Regions from separate parts of the Danio rerio genome. Here region 2 is linked to region 1. Evidence: chromatin contacts called from public Micro-C data. All regions are on one chromosome and are shown on one strand. The core of a region is the stretch at or near the end of the contact, and the rest is flanking DNA. Distances in the headings are between cores, read along the strand shown.

Region 1 (5,221 bases), core at 1,046-3,545:
CTTTCGCCACGTGCCACGTCAAGAACCTTTGCTGACTGTGTGCACACCTCACGAAATAGATGAGGCTTTTATACTTGACGCGTTCGCCATTGTGATATTTTAACGCCTTAATTGTTGCCTCCCGCTTAGAACATAGACATGAAAATGACATGTTCAACTTAAACGATTGCCGATCTTTAACACATATACAGTATTTAAGCTCTGTCTCATTTTAATGTAGATGTCTTTACTTTTATATATAAAAAAAACTAAACTAAATTGCCTAAAAATGACAACAACAAAAAAAATCAACGCTAAATATCCAGCCTGATCTTATGAGGAAACCCAGTTCCAAATTTGAACTTGATACTTCCAAAATGAGCTTTCAGTATGTTTGTTTGGCCGCAGTACCAAACATGACCACTAGATTACATCCAGCTTCCTTTGGTGACCATTAAAGGGTGCCCTCTTGGTTTTGATGAATATAAACCATATTTCTTCATACTTTTATTATTTACTTTTACTCTTAACTATTTTACGTTTTGTCAGTTTAATGGCTAATTCATACTATTTTGAGTTTGGTCATAGGAAAATGTGGGACTTTTAAAAGGGGACATGGCACCAAATACCACCCGTAAACCAAACTAACATTGGGGGATTAGCAAATCATACTAAAATGTACGAATGAGATTGTACAAATTCATACAAATTAGCCACTAAATCAAAAAGCTACAAATTAGCGTTATATAGCATTGCATTTATATTCCAAATTTGAACTTGTTATCCTGAAAATGGAGCTTTCAGTATGTTTGTTTGGCCGCAGTACCAAACATGACCACTAGATTACATCTAGTTTCCTTTGGTGGCCATACAAGGGCGTCCTCTTGGTTTTGATGAATATAAACCATATTTCATCATACTTTTGACCTTATTTGTAAACTAGACATACAATTCTAATGTAATATAAGACATTTTTGTGGAATTTGATTTGATTTTAGCCCCCAAAGGCTGACTTATACTTTCGCCACGTGCCACGTCACAAACCTCTGCCGACTGTGTGCACACCTCACGAAATAGATGAGGCTTTTATACTTGACGCGTTCGCCATTGATATTTTAACGCCTTAATTGTTGCCTCCCACTTTTAGAACATAGACATGAAAATGACATGTTCAACTTAAACGATTGCCGATCATAAATGCATATACAGTATTTAAGCTCTGTCTCATTTTAAAGTAGATGTGTTTTCTTTTATGATAAAAAACTAAACAAAATTGCTTAAAATTGACAACAACAAAAAAAAAATTGACGCTAAATATCCGGCCTGATCTTATGAGGAAACCTAATTCCAAATTTGAACTTGATACTTCCAAAATGAGCTTTCAGTATGTTTGTTTGGCCGCAGTACCAAACATGACCACTAGATTACATCCAGTTTCCTTTGGTGACCATTAAAGGGCGTCCTCTTGGTTTTGATGAATATAAACCACATTTCTTCATACTTTTGACCTTATTTGTAAACTAGACATACAATTCTAATGTGATATAAGACATATAAGAAGGCGTTCGCCTTTAACGCCTTAATTGTTGCCTCCCGCTTTTACAACATAGACATGAAAATGACATGTTCAACTTAAACGATTGCCGATCTTTAACACATATACAGTATTTAAGCTCTGTCTCATTTTAAAGAATATATCCTTATGTTTCCGAAAAAATAAAACGAAATTGCCTGAAATTGACAAAACAAAAAAAACATCTAAGCTAAATATTCAGCCTGATCTCACGAGGAAACGTAACTATTTTACGTTTTTTCAGTTTAATGGCTAATTCATACTAATTTGTGTTCAGTCACACAAGCATGTGCACTAAACACCCCCCTTAAACCAAACTGTCATTGGGAGATTAGCAAATAGTACCAAAATGTACGCAAGAGATCGTACAAACTCATACACATTAGCCACTAAATCAAAAAAGCTACAAATTAGCGTGATATAGCGTTGAAATATCTGAACAAATTATATTCCAAATGTAAAGTTGTAATAAGGTAGTGATGTCCCTGCAATTCACAAAAACAAACCTGTGTGTGTGTGTGTGTATCGTGGCAATGCGAACTGAAATGTTTGATCATCACATGCTCACAGGAGAAGAGAAGCACTGAGAGACGTTTCCGCTGGTTGAGAATCACCTGTCCTGTCCAGTGTTTGAGCAGATGCAGGTTATAAAGCGATCTGTTCTCAGTAGGCAAAGAGAGAACATCCTCATGGGCGTATGTGTGAGTGTTTGGCTCTGCTTGAGGGGTGTAGCCTTGGGACACGAACAGACCCAGCCACACACACAAGAGAAAACGAGAAATGTGTGTGCGCACAAAACTCCGATGGCCACATATGAGTTGTGGTTTCCTGTCTGACAGATATGTGTTGTGGTATATTAGTGCAGCACCAAGTATGCACCGACACCAAGGCCATTGAGTTTGTGGCCTGACTTTGTGTTTCCACGTGCATGTGTGTGGTCCGGCAGGTTCAGTGTGACTAATTGAGGGGTCTCAGACAAGTACTCGGGCCCCCTCCCCATGCAGAAACACACATGTACACATACACTAGAGGGTATTATCTCAGAATCCATCCGTCAAGGGGAAGATGGTTATGCACAGAAATAGCAACTAGGAATGACAAAGAAACTCTGTGAGAGAAAATGTAATTTTAATAATAATAATAATAATATATATATATATTATATATATATATATAATTCATATATATATGACACTCCCGTTTCTCCTGGGAGTCTCCCGTATTTCAGACCAATCTCCCGCAACCATCCTGTTTATTTATTTTTTTGGCACAGTCTGTAACAGCCCCTGGGTCAACTTTGGTACAGTACAGAATCTGATTGCAGCAGCCGCCCAACACCTGGTGCATAATACAATTACTAACACCACAGTACTGTTGCTTTCCTATCCCGGTTCTCAACCGTGTTAATCAGAGATTAAGTCTCCTGACTTTTCTGAGACAAATGTTGGCAGGTATGCCCTACACTTCAGAACGCAGCAGCACGAGTGGTCTTTAATGAACCTAAAAGAGCACACGTCACTCCGCTGCTCATCCGTTTGCACTGGCTGCCAGTTGCTGCTCGCATCAAATTCAAAGCTCTGATGTTTGCCTACAAAGCGACTTCTGGATTTGCTCCTTCTTATCTGCTCTCACTTCTGCAGATCTATGTGCCCTCCAGAAACTTGCGTTCTGTGAATGAACGTCGCCTCGTGGTTTCATCCCAAAGAGGGAAGAAATCACTTTCCCGAACTCTCGCATTCAATCTGCCCAGTTGGTGGAATGAACTCCCTAACTGCATCAGAACGGCAGACTCACTCGCTATTTCAAGAAACGACTAAAAACCCAACTATTTAGTCTCCACTTCCCTTCCTAATCTAAAATTGCCTCTCTGACTCCACCGCTAACTGTAATACAAAAAAAAAACTTACCTTACTAATGTTTTGCTTCTTACACTTTACACACCTGAAACTCGCCTGCAGCACTTCTTCATTGTTGCTCTTATAGTTGTGTAAATTGCTTCCTTGTCCTCATTTGTAAGTCGCTTTGGATAAAAGCTAAATGTAAATGTAAACACTAAGGTCTAGTTCAAAGTGTGGCATGGTCCGTGCTGGTGCAGATCAGTGTAGAATAAAGTGTATCTTCATCTTGCTGACCAAGTGAGAAAGTTGGACAGAAAAAAAGAAAAGAAATGAATGTATGTTTGGATGAGTTAGACAACCCTATCTAAACCTTGCCTCTCAACATAAACATCTCTCCTTTATCACTAGCAGCTCTCAGGCAACAAAACCCTTTTGTTTCTGTCGAAACATTCCCGTTTAATAGGATAAATGGCTTTAATTAGACAGAGCCATTTGGTTTGAGTTTTTAGATTGGCATCACATATTTGATAAAAGGTTTTACTCTTTGATTGTGAGTTTGAGAAACTGATGCCATCAATTGTAACTGCTTTACATCTGGCAAAAATACCGAGAACGGATTGCTTTATTCCCTTCCGTCCATATATTCTCCTTCTTACTTCCACTGAAATGCAATTCACATCATTCCCTGTGTGTTTTTCTGTCAGCGTTCGCCGGTAGAGCGAGGACAGTGCTCTGTGTGTGAAAGGCTATACGTTTCTACACGTGTGTATGTGTGAAGTGCAGACAGGTTTGTGGTGGAGTGCAAATATACTTTGTGATATTTGTGACGTGTGTGCTGACAGTCCTGAAGTTTCTGCACCATAGCGCTGCCTTCTTCTTCTTCGCCGTTACCAGAGGGATATTATAAAATTCAATCAACGTGTTTCTATCATTTCCCCCTATTTGGCTCTTTGCTGAATTCCCTTTTGACACTTTTAAACACACACTCACTCTCTGTCCTCCCTTATTGTGGGGAACGTTGCGAGATGTGTTTGTGTAGGTTTAGAATAAACCGCCTTGCGTTCACTGGAGACGGACCAAGAGAGCGGAATTAAATTGTTGCTCTTTGGAGTTGGAATTCCCTCAGAACGGGAATGTCGGGCTCTCCAGCAACCACTAATAATCCTCGGAGCGGCAGGCTGGCCATGTGTTCCTCTCACTGCCTCCTCATTCAGCTTTCCTGAGGGTACGATGGGCTGAAGAACTCCAGTGCGCTGTGTTTTCTTTTGCAGAAGGATGAAAGCCTGGAATCCCGACTCTGGGATTATGTGCTTGGCCTGTCAACTCAAGTCCTGAGAGATAAAACTTGTAGAAAAATGTAAGCAACTCACTCAAATCTGCCTAGTTCGTAAAAGACGGCAATCAAGCTTCCACCTATTTATGAGACGAAAATGGATCTGAGTGAGAAGAATTCACAAATTTCCCCAATGCTTGGCTAGACACGGAGGCACTATAAAATCACACAGCCATAGGAAAACGTCAGGATAAATGTTTGCTTTGGCTTGACGCAGCGCCGTGGAGAAAGTGCCTTAAGAATGGTTTGGATGAAGGACACTAGCGGTGTGTGTTCTCCATCTCTCTGCTGATGTAATTGTCTTAGCAGACATATTTGAGGCTGGGTTTTTGTTTGGAAAGATCTGAAGAGAGAGAGAGAGTCGATGATGTGGAAGTAATGAGGAGACCTGAGATCAAGCTATCACGTCTCATCAAGCTTAACGTACAAACACATACAGCAGCCCACGATACCTCTATAAATAATAGAGTGCTGCGGTGATAACCTAAAATTCTTGGC
Region 2 (5,221 bases), core at 1,082-3,581, 180 kb after region 1:
AATGATCCAACTTATTATTTTGTTCCCACATTATGAACTGCTTCACTCTGGCAGCAGGTATAGAGTCCCTAAGTGTAGGTTGAACCGATATAGGAAATCCTTTGTTGGCGTTTCAGTGGGTTTATTTAACAAGAGTTTATCTTAATTAGCATTATAATTTAACTATGGTATTTTCTATTGTTTGTTTAATGGAATGTCTGCAGCAATATGGGCCCATAATAAACTTTCTGTCAATAAAGTTTACTACTACTACACTGTATTAAATGCACGGTTCCACACAATTCTTTCATGTTGACCCAACACAAATCGATTAAGTTAACAAATTTATGTGGATTGAACATTAAGAAATTAAGTTGTCCCAATGAAATCTCAAGAATTGATAATTATACTTAAAATAAGTAGTTTGGACGAGCAATATATATATATATATATATATATATATATATATATATATATATATATATATATATATATATATATATATATATTTTTTTTTTTTTTTTTTTTTTTTTTTTTTGAGTATACAAAAAAAGTTTGATAGTTATTAAATGTTGCAAAGAATGCCTATTATAGAAACAGTATTAATTAGATTAATCATTACACTGAAAAAATGTATCTCTGCAAAACTGTTGCAAACAATTTATTTGTGATTAATTTAAACAAATTAAGTTTAATAAAATTCGACTCATTTGTTTGTTTAAATTCAGCCCAAATAAATTGTTTACAGCCACTTAACATAAAAAAAATCGTAAATCCAAGAAATCATCTCTGAATTTTTTTTTTCAGTGTATTTGCCTGTGCATGTTAAATGTTCATTTCTGGTTTAATTTATTACATCGCAGGTTGCTTGAATCTTTTGACCAAAATGCTCATATTTTCCCTTGAACACTCAAAAAAAAAAAAAAGATATATATATATGTGTGTGTGTGTGTAAACAAACAAAATAAAAATTATATATATATATATATATATATATATATATATATATATATATATATATATATATATATATATATATATATAATTTTTATTTTGTTTGTTTACACCTTATTTAAAATGAGCTGAAACAACACAATTCTTGAGATTTCATTGGGACAACTTATTTTTTTATGTTCAATCCACATTAATTTGTTAAAAGTGTTAAGATAACTTAATCGATTTGTGTTGGGTCAACATGAAAGAATTGTGTGGAACCTATACAATGTAAACTAAACCAAAGATTTGTATGAAAACAAAGGACGTATCAAACACTTCTGACTACTTAAATAAAACAAAAACATTTGTCATAATCTGTTCCTGTGAAATCCTTCATCTCCGAAGAGAAAAGCGCACAGTAACAGCGCAGAAATCAGCCCAAAAACATCGCGTCTCGCAGGTGCTTTTAAGCGCTACACTTTTGGAGAAGTTGCAACCAAACAGATATGAATGAAAGAAAGAAGAAAAAACTCTAAACATGCCATCCCCTTCATCCGAAACAGCACATTTAACACTGTGAAAGCCTGAAAAACAGACGCACAATTGAGAGGGCGAGGACGAGTTGTGATGAATTGACGGGAGCGCATGGGAACCGCGTCTCCCGACACAATAAATGTCCAAAAAAAACTCCCATCCAGCAGAGCAGCACACACCTCCTCCGACATCCAGGCGACTTTAAAGAGCCTGCGAGCTCGGGCTTGACGGAGAGCTGTTTGAAAATCTCCAACTTCCAGGAGTTTGCAGACCGCAAAAGCCCGTCGCTCTTGTTCTGGCAGTAGGTTCAAAGCGCGCGGAGAGTCCCGCTCCGGTTCCCCGTCAGTGCAGACTTTTTCCGACCCTTTCATGAGGCTTGAAAGCATTTGTAAAATGCAAAACAAAAGTGCAGGTACATCTCTGAACAAACCTGCAAACACATCTCCTAACCAAGACCCAAAAGACTCAAGAAAGCATAATCTAAAGTTCCTTACCTTGCTGTTCTGAGGTAAAATCCCTCCAGAGTGAAAGTGTCCTGACTGGAGTGATATGTCTATATCTGCTGTTCGTGTCGTCTCAAAACTTGTGTGAGATGAAGTTTGTTGAAGAAGTTCTGCTAGATTCCTTCGGACTCGCGGAGTTTGTCTCGTCCTGAAGTTGGTTTGCGTGTGTCTGTGTGTTGTTGGAGTGTATCCTGAGTGTTTGTCCTGCTGTTCTCTGTAGAGACTGAGAGAAGCAGTGAGATTCAGACTGCTGTGAAGTGTCTCTCTCTGAAGACCAGCCCACTCATCTGACACACACACACACACACACTCACGCACAGTCGTGCACGAGTCTACAGTCAACACGATGAAATCCTCGCTCTGACAAATGCTCGCCATTCATCCTGAGAGAAAGTTTTTAGATAAAACTGTCTGGATTTAAATCGACTCTTATTATAAATGTAAATGGATAGATTAATCAAAATGTTAAATGTATGATATATAGTGATAACTTTAAATATGTTGCAGCTGGAAGGGCGTCCGCTGCATAAAACATGTGCTGGATAAGTTGGCGGTTCATTCTGCTGTGGCGACTCTGGATTATTAAAGGGACTAAGCTGAAAAGAAAATGAATGAATGAATGAACTTTGAATACATATTTCAAAAAGTAGCTTTAAAACCTTAATAATAATAATAAAATACTGTTTAAAGTCGAACTGAATATGAAGTCAGAATATTTTGGCACTTAATTTATACTTTAAATTGCAAATATGTTTTAAAGCACTGTATAAACAAGTGTTTTTTTGTAATTTGAGTGCGAATTTTACAGATATACAAGGAGTATGTATATATGTATATATATATATATATATATATATATATATATATATATATATATATATATATATATATATATAAACACACTCTCAGAAATAAAGGTACACGAGCTGTTACTAGGGTGGAACCTTTTCAAAAGGTACACATTTGTACTTGAAGGGTTCATATTGGTACCTCTAAAGTATATATTAGTACCTACAAATTTTAAGTGGAACACTTTTGTACTTTTTAGCTACCAATATGTATTTATAATAATATTATATTATTATTTTTATATATATATATATATATATATATATATATATATATATATATATATATATATATATATATATATATATATATATATATATATATATCGTCACCTTAGAATTATAAGGTTCTATCTGACCAAAATTGTGTTTTTGACATATTCTTAAATGACAACTTATTTATTTTATGGGATTTTTTAAATAAGTTGTTTACATTTTAAGACGTTTTATTAAAAAAAAAATGTTAAACACATACTGTTTGCTATGCAATGCAAAAACTTTTGAAGCTCAATATCTTAAAATCATTCAACACCCAGCTACAACCTTATAATTCCAAGGTGACGATATATATATATATATATATATATATATATATATATATATATATATATATATATATATATATATATATATATATATATATATATATATATATATATATTTGTACAGACAGTATTTATACTTATTTTTATTTGCACAAACTAAACAGATGTACATCTGAATATATTTACAGACACAATCATACATGCAAGAACTGACTGATTTTTAGATGTGAAAGCATGTAAAAAAATAGCAAACTGATAATAATTGATAATAATATAGATTTTGCAGATGAAAATGTTAAAAAAAACTGTTGTGCAAAATAACACAAAACATGAATTGATCTGAATAAACACAGCCTTACGATTAAGAAAACAACTATGTACAAAATTATAACAAGTCAACTTAAAAGTTTCAAGTTACAATGAGTTTACCCACTTTTAAAGTTAACTAATCATAACTAAGCATGTGAAAGGTTATTTACTCACCTTCAAGTGGTTATAAACCTTTATGCGTTTCGTCATAATGTTAAACAAAAGAGAAGATATTTTGCAGCGGCACGGTGGCTGGTTGGTTAGCACTGGCGCCTCGCAGCAAGAAGGTCACTGGTTTGAGTCCTGACTGGGTCAGTGGGCATTTCTGTGTAGAGTCTCCCGTGGGTTTCCCCCACAGACCAACACATGCGCTATAGGTACGTTAAATAAACATATAGTGTATTGTGTGTGTATGAAGGAGTGTTTCCCAGTACTGGGTTGCAGCTGGAAGAGCATCTGCTGTGTAAAACATATGTTGGAATAGTTGACGGTTCATTCCACTGTGGTGACCTCTGAAAAATAAGGGACTAAGCCAAAGGAAAATGAATGAATGAAAATATTCAATTCAAGATTTCTTGTATACGCTGTAAAAAAAAATGCTGTTCTTACTTTGAGTTTTGTCTTGTTTCCAGCCCAGAACTGGGAAACACCCATACACACTCTCATATAAACTACGGACAATTTAGTTCATCAATTCCCCTATAGCACATGTGTTTGGACTGTGGGGGAAACCCACGCCAACACGGGGAGAACATGCAAACTCCATACAGAAATGCCAACTGGTCCAACTGGGACTCGAACCAGTGACCTTCATGCTGTGAGGCGACACAGCTAACCACTGAGTCACGCGAATTGAATAATGTTAACTTCATTTGATAGTTTTACCCCCTAACTAGCTAGAAAGCAAGTTTGCTATTTCCCCTTCTGATTTTGCTTTCAATAGTCTCTGAATCGCTGTGCATTTATTAAAACATTTTCTTGAGCTGAGCTTGAAGCGTGTCTGTCCTTAAAGATCCCCCAAAATGAAAATGTACTCACTATTTAGTCTCCCTCGATTGGTTTTAAACCTTTATGAGCTTCTTTCTTCTGCTGAACACAAAAGACGATATTTTGAAGAAAGCTGAAAACCTGTAACCATTGACTTCCATAAAAAAAAACAAATACTCAGTCAATGGTTACAGGTTTTCTGCATTCTTCAAAATGTCTTCTTTTGTGTTCAAAGGAAGAAACTCATAAAGGTTTAAAACAAGTATGCTGATGTGAATGATGTCAGAATGTTAATTTTTGGGGGAATAATACACACTTGCCCTAACCAATTTCTGTTTTCACTGTTACTCTCTAGTAACTCACTTTGTTTAGTAAATATCCTTTATCATTTTAGTTGAATAAATGCGTCTCACTAAACCCTGATGAAGTGATGGTCTGATGTGTGACAAGATGATTTGCACCCTCAGAGATTGAGGTAAAATCGGTTTTATATTCACACTTTCAGACTTTACCCCTTAATATAATTTCAGAAAAGTACTCTGCAAATTTTAAATAGTGAAAGTCAAAGTACAACACTGTT

The links. Hi-C and Micro-C count contacts between places; a contact is called where the count stands out from the background.
Region 2: a Micro-C map of caudal fin shows a contact between it and region 1, with 2.7 times the contacts expected there. The contact joins the promoter of ndnf here to the enhancer-like site in region 1. A contact is called at or near these places in 2 of 18 Hi-C or Micro-C datasets (caudal fin and embryo).

What each region holds. Positions count from the first base shown.
Region 1 is chr23:2,026,741-2,031,961 of GRCz12tu, forward strand. No RefSeq gene overlaps it. Among named protein-coding and RNA genes, the nearest start is that of prdm5, 130 kb to the right of the region's middle. Within about 2 kb of position 2,296, at least 13 of the 62 cell types and tissues checked have an H3K27ac peak or open chromatin away from gene starts, as enhancers often do.
Region 2 is chr23:2,202,676-2,207,896 of GRCz12tu, forward strand. It overlaps ndnf (neuron-derived neurotrophic factor), which reads right to left and starts at 2,332. Exons shown (of 4, transcript NM_001423783.1): 1 at 1,944-2,332.